Regions from separate parts of the Mus musculus genome. Here region 2 is linked to region 1. The links are chromatin contacts, called in public Hi-C maps. All regions are on one chromosome and are shown on one strand. The core of a region is the stretch at or near the end of the contact, and the rest is flanking DNA. Distances in the headings are between cores, read along the strand shown. Region 1 holds the start of 5430403N17Rik (RIKEN cDNA 5430403N17 gene). Region 2 has its middle 70 kb from the start of Trmt9b.

Region 1 (5,980 bases), core at 2,394-4,893:
TTGTTTACTATGAAGAAAAAATGTACTACTGTTCCATCTCCTACTTTTCCCATGGTCATAAAAGTGAATTTAAGACTTAGAATTAGTTCATTTCTCATCTGTCCCCTTTGAAAATGACTGTTTGACATCTGTATGCCCCTCCCCACAAAACATTCCTGGAATGGGCAATACACTCAGGCATGAGGACCTAAGGATGTAAGTTCATAGCCTGCAGGGTCAGGGGAGATGGTCATCCGAGTCACCATGAAGAACACACAGAAGCACCCACAATGGAAGAAAAAGGTAAGGGCAAGTCTGATCCATACTGAGTTATGACCCACTGGGCTTCAAAATTCCAAGAAGCCATACCTCTGCCATAGAGTACCTGTGGGCGGGACCTTCGAAGCCTGATCTACCTTTCTAGCTAATAGGAAGGGAAAGCAGTGACATTAATTTACTGTCCTGTAACCACTATAACTGTTGAGGTACCCAGTAGAGGTTAATCTGACCAGTGCAGAAGTCTAGAGGGCACCTCTGGTGTATACAATGAGATAATAGCTAACCTTTGCTGAGCTTTTAACTCTGAGGCCTAGGTAACACCAGACACACTCTGTGGTGGTGAATCTTGATTAATCAACTTGACTGGACTAAGATAAATGCCCAGATGAGAGAAATAGAGCTGTGGGTGTGTCTGTGAAGATGTTTCTAGAGACAGGTCCTTGGGCCTAGTTGGACCTAATAGATGAATCCTTTGCACTCACACAATACAATGCAATGAAGGGAGTCTAACAATGACAGCATTATTGGGAGGCGATAACAGGGAGGAGCTGACTCCTCGTTGGAGGAAGTGGGGCCCTGGAGTGATGTTCTTAGATATCAAAGAGAAAGATGTGGATAGATCTTTCTCTTGCCCCTTCTAGAAACCTGTCTTTCTGGGCTTCCTGGCTGCCGTGAGTTTAAGGGCTCTGTTCCACATGTTCCTGCTGCTAAGATTGTCCTGCCACACTGTAGGCCCCAAATCAATGGCAACAGCCACAGTCGACAAAATCCCCCTGAAACTGTGAGCCAAGGTAAATATTTCCTCTCTGTGACCTGTTTCTGTCTGATGTTTGTTAACAGCCCCCCCACACACACACACACAAAAACCAGTGACTACATTCTACCCTTCCCAATCACCCTATGAGGAAGCCGACAATGTCCCCACTGCCCAATGTACAATAGGAACACTGAACTCCTGAGAGTTATTATCACATTAACAGGGCATGGTCTTCTGTATCTACTCTCTTTCTGCACTCCTGATTCAGACATTATTAAGCATAACAAACATCTAACATGATTAAAACCACACTGTCATAAGCCAGTTCCTTCTGAAGCACTGAAGCAATACTATGCAAGAGACAGTTTATAGTATAATCAGAAAGGTCATGCAATATCCTAGTAATTTCTCATAATGGAATCTGGTATGGTCAAGCTACTAGTAGTTATGTTAAAATATCCAGAAGAAGAAAAAGAAATCCAAGATGGCAGCATGGTGTGCTTTTTCCTTGGATGGCTAAGATGGTTTAACAAAAGTAGACTGAGCTGCACTTCAAGAAGTTGCACAAGCTTACTCTGGCCTCTCCTTCTAAACAACTTTGACAGCTCCTTCTGACCCTGTATCAGTTCAAACATTTAAACAGAAAGACACCCGTGAGCACCTCGAGAAGAACAGCCCTGAACTCAACTTTTTAAAAATTATATCTAAAATAACCAGAAAAGCTGCAGTTATTCTGAAAATGTTTGTGCTGGGAGCTCTCGGTCTCTTGGCAACAGCAAGGCACCCAAAGGGGGGGGTAGGAATCAGGAAGCTGTTGCCAGGAGAGGACCGTACACTTTCTGTATGCAGAGGAGGGCCAAGAGTTGGGAGGGATGGTGGGCACGGAGAAGTGTTTGTGGAAGGACCAGTGTAGTCCTGTAGACGGAGGCCTAAAGGGAAGAGAATTCCTGGGAAGCTCAAAACCTATATTAGTTCTCTGTAACTGGAGATTGGTGCTCCAGAAAGGGTGGAACTGAAGGCAGAGACAACCTGGGGATTCATTCCTTGGCCAGCAGGAAGCCATTAAAGTGTTTTTGGTAAATGCTAATTGTATCTATTTGCTGGATTTAGTTTAAGGATTCATGTTTATAATGTGCATTTAAAGCCTTAAAAGAAAAAAGAAAAAAGTGTTTATATCTCCTCTCCCAGATGACAAGTGTGAACACCATCCTTAACAGCTCAGCCGACTCCAGGATCTTTCAGCTCTGAAAGGCCTCCAGACCTTCCCTCCGAAGAAGTCTAAATCATCCACTAAAAGGCTATCTGTCTTAAATAGCCCGTGCTCACTTGCCTGTAAACGACTTCAGTGGAATCATACCTTCAAATATGCTTTCACCCATAAGTTCTGTAAAACAACCAAACCATCACTGGATTGTCAACTTTCTATAATGTCCCAGGCTACCCCGTAACAAGGAGCAAGGGTGTACCTAACATCCGCTAATAATTTGCCAACCACACAACAAACCATGCAGCTTGTTATCCACAGACTTACCATGCAGCAAAGCACACCTGTAAGAAACACCAGGCGAAGTATGGAAAAACCCACTGTTGAAAGGAAAACAAACACACAAAAAAACTGAACCCCTGTAGTATGCCATTGTATTCAAAGCTTTGCCAGAAAGAAAAGAACACACACACACAGACACACACACACACACAGAGACACACACACACACAGACACACACACACACACAGAGACACACAGACACACACACACACACACACACACACACACACACACACACACACACACGAGTATTATCTCACCTTCCCCTTTTCTTAGCCTTATGGCTGGATGATTAAGATTGCCTCTTTCTAGAAGATTTAGGAATGCCTATTCATCTAACAAATTTGACTTAGCTTCTGTTTTGATCTGAGCATTGTGGTAGGCACCCTAAAGAAAGGAATTAATAAGTGCCATTGCCTGCCTTTGAATTGCTCACCATGACAAAAGGAGGCGCAGACAGCAGTAACCAACCTGTCCAAACACACAAGGCACTACTGGAAACTATGAAATATATGTTGTCTCCAGGGTCAGGATCATAATTTTAAAATAAATAAATAAATAAACAAACAGGACTTCCCAGCTGCAAATCCTCATAAACAATCCCTTTCCCCCAGGACAACAGTCAATCTTTGGTAAGAAAAACAGGAAGCATCCAATTCAGGCTCCCGGTGGAAGGATGCAGGCTGAATATTCATTAGGGTGGGGGGTGGATGGGAGCAGGAGAAGGGAAATGGCAGGCAGCCAGGGACGCTCACTGCATCCCATCTCTCAAACTACCGAGATGTGGGTTTTTTTTTTCCCCTACAGCCTCCTTGGAAGAAGGACAGTGAAACTGTCCTGTTGTGATATGAAATATGACCACAATAACTAGGTTAGATAATAAACTATTCTTTATTTGCTAATAATTGTCAGCTCACAGGGTCTGTACACGTATTAACACTGAAACATTAAAAAAAAAAAAAAAAGAAAAGAAAAAAGAAAGAAACGTTTGCTTTCCACGCCGTCGTCGCCTAAGGGGAATAAAAAGAATTCGGAGGCTGCATAAAACTGTAATTATGATGCAACACAGCCAGGAGAGCTAACAAAGAATCTGCTTTCCCTTTGTGTTGTTAACTGAGTTAGTTCTTCCAACTTTCTGCTGCTGACAATGGTAACACTGGGCTTCGCTGAATGCTGGGTGGACAGGTAAGCCTGGGGGCAGGTGGCCCGAGGGGGAATGCACACAGCTGTGCTATAAGGCTGACTCTAGAAGGAGGATGGTCATCATTTTCCCTTCATTTCTCTGAAAAGGAAAGGAAGACATGTTTATGAGCAGTATAATTAACAGCTGGGTACCTTGTTGAATTAAGACATTATCACTGGATGAAGTTTTTTTAAAGGGGCAGCTAAAAAACTCCAAAGGCGAGTGACATGCTATTTCTCCTTTGGTGAAATTAGCCAATTAAAGTCAGATTTAGATGTGTGTGTGTGTATATATATATATATACACAAACACAGGTTTATTGCAAAGCTGCTGTCAGGTGTGTTCACTGGCCCCAATGACTGAGGCCATAAAAGTCACCATGGAAAGGGAAAGAGAGCAGAGGGGGAAGAGAAAACTCAGAGAAAGAGAAGGAGAGAAAGGAGAGACCAAAATGTCTGGATTACATAGGGAAGAGCCTCTGACAGAAGGGCAGCCCAGTCACTGGGCTGAAAAGTTCCGGGTTGGGAGCAGGGCATGCCATGTAGGGACTGAGGGATGCTGGGAGAACATGGACACCAGGTCTGCTTTGGTATGTAAAATATGTCCTAGGGTATGAAATCAAACAGTGACCCAGTGGGGAAGAAAAACGGACTTTACGATAAGAACTGAAAAATACTTGCTGGCAATGTTGAAGTAGAAGTTAAATGTATTTGGCTGAATTTCATAAAGGAAATCAATGTTCCCATTAGCTAAATCTAAGGTCATCTGAGTTCGTTTTCTAGTCCTTGACAATGTATAAGCTCCAACACCCCCATTCTTTCAGAGTGAGTCACAGCTGCCTCACCTTCCTTCCACCCCGCCTCTAGCCAGCATCCTTCCAACTCCCAGATGTGCACACAACCCTTTGTGTTCAGGTTTTTCCTCCCACATCTTCCTGGGGGAATAGGAGAGGGTGTGGCAGTGCTGGTCTGATTCCCTTACAGTTCCACTCTGGGGTCAGTCCCTCCTCTAGCTTTTAATGGGTGGCCATTCACACCGTGCTGGTTCCAGTGAGGTGGAGAAAGTTCCATGAGGCAATGCCACTACATCTGATATCACCTCCTCCCCAAATGATACTCAAGTGAAACTTCCCTCTCTCCCCACCCCCACAATATGTAGACAAAACCAATGTCTTCCTTCTCCATCCAGACTCATAAGTAGAACCTGGATATGAAGGAGACCCGAGAAAGCCATCAGCTGGAAGCAAACAGTAGTGTGGTATTGAAAAATACAGAGAGGTGTGAAATGTTGTAAATAGTTTGGGCAATGAGAAATAAACCCTGGAACCACACACATGCTAGGCAAGGACTCCATCCACTCAGGAATTTTGATTTGGTTGATTTGGTTGATGAATGCAAGGATCAAGGGCTTAGTATCTACACTTTTTTGAGGTTCCCTAACTCCCTTTCCTCATATCCTTCTGTCTTAGCCCTTCATATTTGCTTTCTCAAAAAGGGTACCATCTCCAGAAAGGAAAGATGAAGGTTACAGAGCTCTATAACAGAGCCCCAATGGGTTCTGTCTTCAAATAATAAAATATGTGCAACATGGAGGGGACTTCTCCACAGTCTTTCTGGTACTTTGAATGAGAATAGCACCCCCCCCCCAATATAAGCTCATGTATTTGTACTGTTATCACCAGTGGTATTATTTGAGAATTAGAAGGTGTGGTTCTCTCTCTCTCTCTCTCTCTCTCTCTCTCTCTCTCTCTCTCTCTCTGCCTATGGATCAGGATGTAGCACTCAGCCTACTACTCCAGCATCATGTGTGCTGCCATGATGATAACAGGACTACACCTCTGAAACTGTAAGCTAGTCCCTAATTGAATGATTCCTTTTCTAAGAGTTGCCTTCGTCATGGTGTCTCTTCACAGCAATAGGGCAGTAACTATGACAGTCCTCTTCCCAAAGCGAGAAATCCCACTCTTCTGAGCCACCCACCACCCAGCCCTTTCTCCACTTGAATGTGAGCATAGCAGTGGGCACACTCAGGTGTCACACTGACTTAGAATTCTGAGCTGCCTCTTCCTACGTGACGGCCCGATTTGTCAATGCCACTTTGTGATGCTCTTCTTACATGCTTCCGGTAGAATCTTGGCACGAAGTGTATCTTGTCATCACTTAGATGAGATCCAGAGCTACCAAGACATCTTCCCTAAGCCTGAATCCTTCAACACAGCAAAGCCAGATCTCCGGT
Region 2 (5,557 bases), core at 1,188-3,687, 650 kb before region 1:
ATCACATTTTACAAACCAAAGTGGAAGGGATTCAAGCTGCAGGAGGGGGCATATCTGTCTGTCTGTCTGTCTGTCTGTCTGTCTGTCTGTCATGTGCTCAGAAAGCTGCTGGAAAGTATTAGGAAAGTTGTTGTTATTTATTATTATTATTATTATTATTATTATTATTATTATTTCTATTGCTACTACTACAACTACATTTTTGGTCTGGACTGATAGCTTTATCAATAAATCGCCTACCACACAAAGATAAAGACCTGAGTTCAATTCTCCAGAGGCCACATTAAAAGCCGTGTGTGGTGGTGCATGCATTAAAAGCCATATGTGGTAGCCTAGGCATTAAAAGCCATGTGTGATGGCCAGTGCATTACAAATCTTAGTGCTGGGTAGCAGAAAACCTGAATGCGTTGCTGAATGCGTTGACTATATGCCATATGTATGAGCATCGTATGCCTCCTTGGTACCCATAGAGGTCAGAGAGGTTATCTGATCCTCTGGAACTGGAGTTATAGGTACTGTGAGCTGCCTCGTAGATGCGGGGAACCGAACCCTGTTCCTCTACAATAGCAGCTAAGTGTTCTTAACCCTGCTATGGCTCCATCTCCTAATGTGTGCTCTTTATTTAAGACTTCGCCCTGGAGAGAAGGCTCGAAAGGGAACCCTGAGGCTAACTCACATTCAGAAGTAATCCTCAGACATTGTTGAAAGAATAGATGGTTATGGTCTTAAGTTGCTGTGTTTGGGATAGCAACAAATTATTACTACCACTTCACTAAGAATCCACATTTAATACTGTCCTGCATGGGTTTGCCTTTCTTAGTTCTTGCTTCTAAGCGGCCCACAGCCAGCCACCCAGAAAGTCCTTTTGCCTCTATCAATTTTTCACTGTAAATATTTATTTAATCATTCTATTTACCAAAAAGAACTTGGCTATAAACACAAAATTCTAATTTCTCTCTCCTTCCCTCCGACTCAGTCGTTGTTTTTGTTTTTGTTTTTGTTTTGGTTTGGTTTGGTTTTTTGAGACATGGTTTCTCTGTGTAGCCCTGGCTGTCCTGGAACTCACTCTGTAGACCAGGCTGGCCTCGAACTCAGAAATCTGCCTGCTTCTGCTTCCTAAGTGCTGGGATTAAAGGAGTGTGGTGCTACCGCCAAGCTTCAAATATTTTATAATGTATGTATTTTCTGAACAGCCACTGTGTGACTCTTCTGGGCATTCAGAGGACACAAAGGTGACTGAGGTATGGACTATTCTTTACCTTATGGGGTTTAACATATTTAAGGGGTATGAAATAGTTAGAAAACAATCATATCTTATACTAACATTCAAGTGATTTATAGCCACATATTCTATTTCTCTGAATTTTCTGCTCTCTCCCTTTTAAACTTATATGGAATCTTTTCTTAAATTTTAAGAGCATTTCATAAATGCGTTACATGTTATATATGTATGTATAGTTGTATATACACACAAACACACATGCACACATATGAGGGCATGCACTCACATATAAATACAGCCATCAAAGTATACCCTTGAATTCACAAATGGCGTACCCATATTCCCACAGTCAGACTAGGCAAGTAGGACTCTCCGCAGCCGCAGCCCCATTGCCTGAGGAGATGTACTGCTGACTTTTTCAGTTTGTATTAATTCTGTCAGTGTTTGGCTCTGGTTTCTTCCACTTAAACCATACTTGTGGGATTTACTCTTAATATTAAGTGTGGCAGCGAGTTGTTCCCGCTCTGTTACATTAAACTATCCAAATACACTTCAATTCACTTTCCTGTCTGACCTTTGGTGAATGTCTAGGTAATTTCCATGTATGGGCTATGAGGAAGTGTTAAGAACATGTATGTGTGTGTGCCTTCTGGTATGAGGGTCTTTCCTGCTCTCTATATTTGAATTTATATATATTAGAATCACCCTGTCATGTGGACTGCTAAAAACCCTTAACCCACAGCTCTGTCCTTTTCTGTCACTGCTGTCCTCTTACTTCGAAGGGCCCCTTATGGGGAATTGTGCATGGCTCTCCATCCTGCCTCTCATCTGCAGCCAGCAGTATGTGAAGTATAACTTTTAATTGAGACATTCTTGGCTAGGACCTAATCTCTACAGTGGGTGGATGCAAACATTATCACTCTAAGATACCCAAGCCAGTATTACGTATATTACACGCTTAAATATTTATACATCGTAAACATTGCCTGACCAAGGACAAACAATGGCTATCTAAGCACACACAGGATGTATGAGATAGCCTTTAGCTTTCAGCTTAAGCCTTACATTCCACCTCTGAAATGCTGCAGAACCATCTGCTCAGGAAACGGGGCTTCTCCAGGGAATTCGTGCCTTCAGGGAGTGGAGGGCATTGCTGGGGCAGGCAGGAGGGGACAGGAGTGCTGGATTCTTTTTCTGCAGGCTGATGGGAAATGCCTTCCCTCAGGACCGCTCTCTCAACACTTCCTGGTCCTTAGTGCAGCTTTCCTCCTGCCTCCTGCCTCAGGCTCCGGCTTCCCTCCATTCTCTCTAGTGTTTGCAAACTCTGTGTGCGGCTGGTACTCGGGGTGGATTTGATGGAATAGTGTTGATCCTTGCAGAGGAGGTGGGGGAGGGATAGAAAAGAGCTTCCTCTTGGCTTGGGCTCAGAGTGCAGCGACCACAAGACCCATGTTCTTTCTTCCTGTCAATATTTATGGCTCCTCTGATGCAGGCTACACTCGGGCCTCTCACTGCATTCGATTGCTCTCAAGTAATGTCTTTATTCAGTTGTCTTTGGGTTTAGCCAAGGCCTCCTGGACCTAGTGCAGGATGTGTCCGTCTGTGCCTGTGTGCAGGATGGAGCAGGGAGCTGAGGAAGTGTCCGCCACACAGATAAATATTTGCAGCATTGTGTGTTGGATATGCTTTACGCTTCCTGGAAGGAATAAAAGACATTCTAAACACATTCTAATACCCCCTCCCGCTTGCTAACAGACTGTTGAAACAATGGACCCCAAGAAATTGGAATTTCCCCAGGAATCTCATGCTGGGAGGCGGAAAAAGCTGTAGCCTGGTGCCAACCAGAGGAGGAAGTTGTCCCCTGGAAAGAGATTTCACACAGCACTAACAACTTAAAGGAGAAACTGAAGCCTAGGTAGAGGTGGGTGTGTGGTGGCCAGGACCACACCTGGATGGAGACTGCTTAGTTATGAACATCACTTGCCAGTTGTTTAAGCCCACACCTTGTTATCACCACAAAGGTGTTTTTTAGGGGATGTCACCTGGCCTCTTTGTTCTTCCCCAAATGGCCATGCTGAATAAATCTCCTTTTTTTTTTTTTTCTGCTTTCGTAGTCACTTCTTTGCCTCCTTAATTAGCCCACTGAAGATGAAATGGCCTAGCCTCTAGCCCAAGCTTCCACCCTAACAACATTTTCCCAGGAAAATGTTGGCTGCTCACTGACTACAAAATGTATCAATTGAACAAAACCAACCTTATTTCCATTCCCTGTAGGAAGTGAACTTTACTTCCAATAATGTCTCAAACAACCCCCCCCCTCCCCCGGAAAGAAAGAAAACCAACTTCTAGTATTTATACAACAGGTCCAGGACAAGTGGGTTTAAGGTACATGTTGCAAGGTGGCTTTGGGTGTGGTCTTAGAGTTTCAGATGCTGGGAAAAAAAAAAAAAAAACCAAGACCAAAAAGCAAGGTGGGAAAGAAAGGGTTTATTTGGCTTACATTTCCAGATCATAGTCCATCATTGGAGGCAGTTAGGACAGGAACTCAAGCAAGGGCTAGAACTTAGAGGCAGGAGCTGATGCAGAGACTATGAAGGGGTGCTGCTTACTGGCTTGCTCCCCATGACTTGCTCAGCTTGCTTTCTTAGTGGATGCTCAGCTTGCTTTCTTAGAGAACCCAGGACCACCAGCCTGGGGATGGCACCACCCACAATAGGGTGGGCCCTCCCTCCCCCATTGATCACTAATTGAGAAAATGCCCTACAGCTGGATCTCATAGAGGAATTTGCTCAACTGAAACTCCTTCCTCTCTAACCACTCTAGCTTGTGTCAAATTGACACCAAAACCAGCCAGTACTGTGGTCCATCCACATTTTTTTCTTTCTGTTATAGCTCTGTTGTGTTTGATGCAGTAAATTAGGGTCCTGGAGCTTGTTTTCATGGACAAAGTCTGAGTCTTGATATCTGAGCTCTTCAGCTCATGGTTGCTTTTGCCCTAGGGAACCCAGATTTTCTGGAGCAAGCAGCTATGCAATGTGTGCTCAGCCTGAGTTTTGTTTAACGAAAACATGGGGAATGGTGTTTTGTGGTAGGCTGGACAGAGGAAAGAAGGAACCAGACTGCAGCAGTGAATGGAGGCTGATGGAGCCATAGTAATGGAGGACATTGGTCATGGATACCTATCATGGAAAAGTGGCTAACGCCTTTAATCCCAGAACTCAGATTCTGAGAGGCAGGCGGATTTCTGAGTTCGAGGCCAGTCTGGTCTACAAAATGAGTTCCAGGACAGCCAGGGCTATACTTTCCCTGTCTCAAAAAACAAACAAAACAAAACAAAAATGGCACATGCTTCGTGCACTTTAATGGAGTTTCCATGTCACTAGTCATGTAATAGTGGCTGCTTCCACCATGTGATAAAGCCACACATCTCTAAACCCTATATAAGGACAAAACCACTAAGTATATAGGGATGCTCCCTGGCGGCCTAGTGGTTAGGATTCAGTGCTCTCACAGCTGCAGCCCAGGTTTGATTCCTGGTCAGGGACGCCTCTCTTCTTCCTCTCTGTATCTTCACTTCCTGAAACCTCGATCCTCTCCCAGGTGGTGGTGGTGCACACCTTTGATCCCAGATTTGGGAGGCAGATGCAGGAGGATTTCTGAGTTTGAGGCCAAGCCTGGTCTACAGAGTGAGTTCCAGGACCACACAGAGAAACCCTGTCAAAAATCAATCAATCAATCAATCAATCAATCAATCAACAAGCTAAGTATATTGGATTGGGGGGTTAGAGGTTGGGAGGTAGGTAGATCTCCATCCATTCCTGGAATTCCATGTTTCAATTATGAATAGTTCTCCTCTTATTAAAGTTTTTCCCCCCATAGGATGAGCTATCCAAATGCCAGGGAAAGAGAGAGAAAAGGTCTCTTGAGAAACCCATATGGGTGTACACTGTGACTTTTGTTTTGTTTTGTTTTGTTTTTCGAGACAGGGTTTCTCTGTGTAGCCCTGGCCGTCCTGGAACTCACTCTGTAGACCAGGCTGGCCTTGAACTCAGAAATCCACCTGCCTCTGCCTCCCGAGTGCTGGGATTAAAGGTGTGCGCCACCACGCCCGGCTGCACTGTGACTTTTTAGCAAGACTTCCTTAGTGTGGCTTGTTTGTAAGTTCTTTCTATAAGAGTGCCATAAATCTGGAAACACCGGTGGATCGAGGAGAGGAATTCATTCTTCAAAGGCAACTTCATGTGGAAGCTCCCAGAATCAAAATGGAGTCACATGCGTCAACCAGACAAGACATTATTCAGGAAGGTCTCCCGTAAGTACGATGGCTTTAGAGAA

Evidence for each region. Hi-C and Micro-C count contacts between places; a contact is called where the count stands out from the background.
Region 2: a contact with region 1 is called in a Hi-C map of embryonic stem cells, with 2.8 times the contacts expected there. The contact joins the enhancer-like site here to the promoter of 5430403N17Rik in region 1. A contact is called at or near these places in 2 of 484 Hi-C or Micro-C datasets (the G1E-ER4 cell line and embryonic stem cells) and 3 of 115 datasets of contacts at active chromatin or transcription factors (embryonic stem cells and kidney).

What each region holds. Positions count from the first base shown.
Region 1 is chr8:35,880,620-35,886,599 of GRCm38.p6, reverse strand. 5430403N17Rik (RIKEN cDNA 5430403N17 gene) reads left to right here and starts at 3,643. Exons shown (of 3, transcript NR_046181.1): 1 at 3,643-3,747.
Region 2 is chr8:36,525,236-36,530,792 of GRCm38.p6, reverse strand. No RefSeq gene overlaps it. Among named protein-coding and RNA genes, the nearest start is that of Trmt9b, 70 kb to the right of the region's middle. Within about 2 kb of position 2,437, at least 52 of the 459 cell types and tissues checked have an H3K27ac peak or open chromatin away from gene starts, as enhancers often do. A contact at or near this core is called in embryonic stem cells, where this site is marked.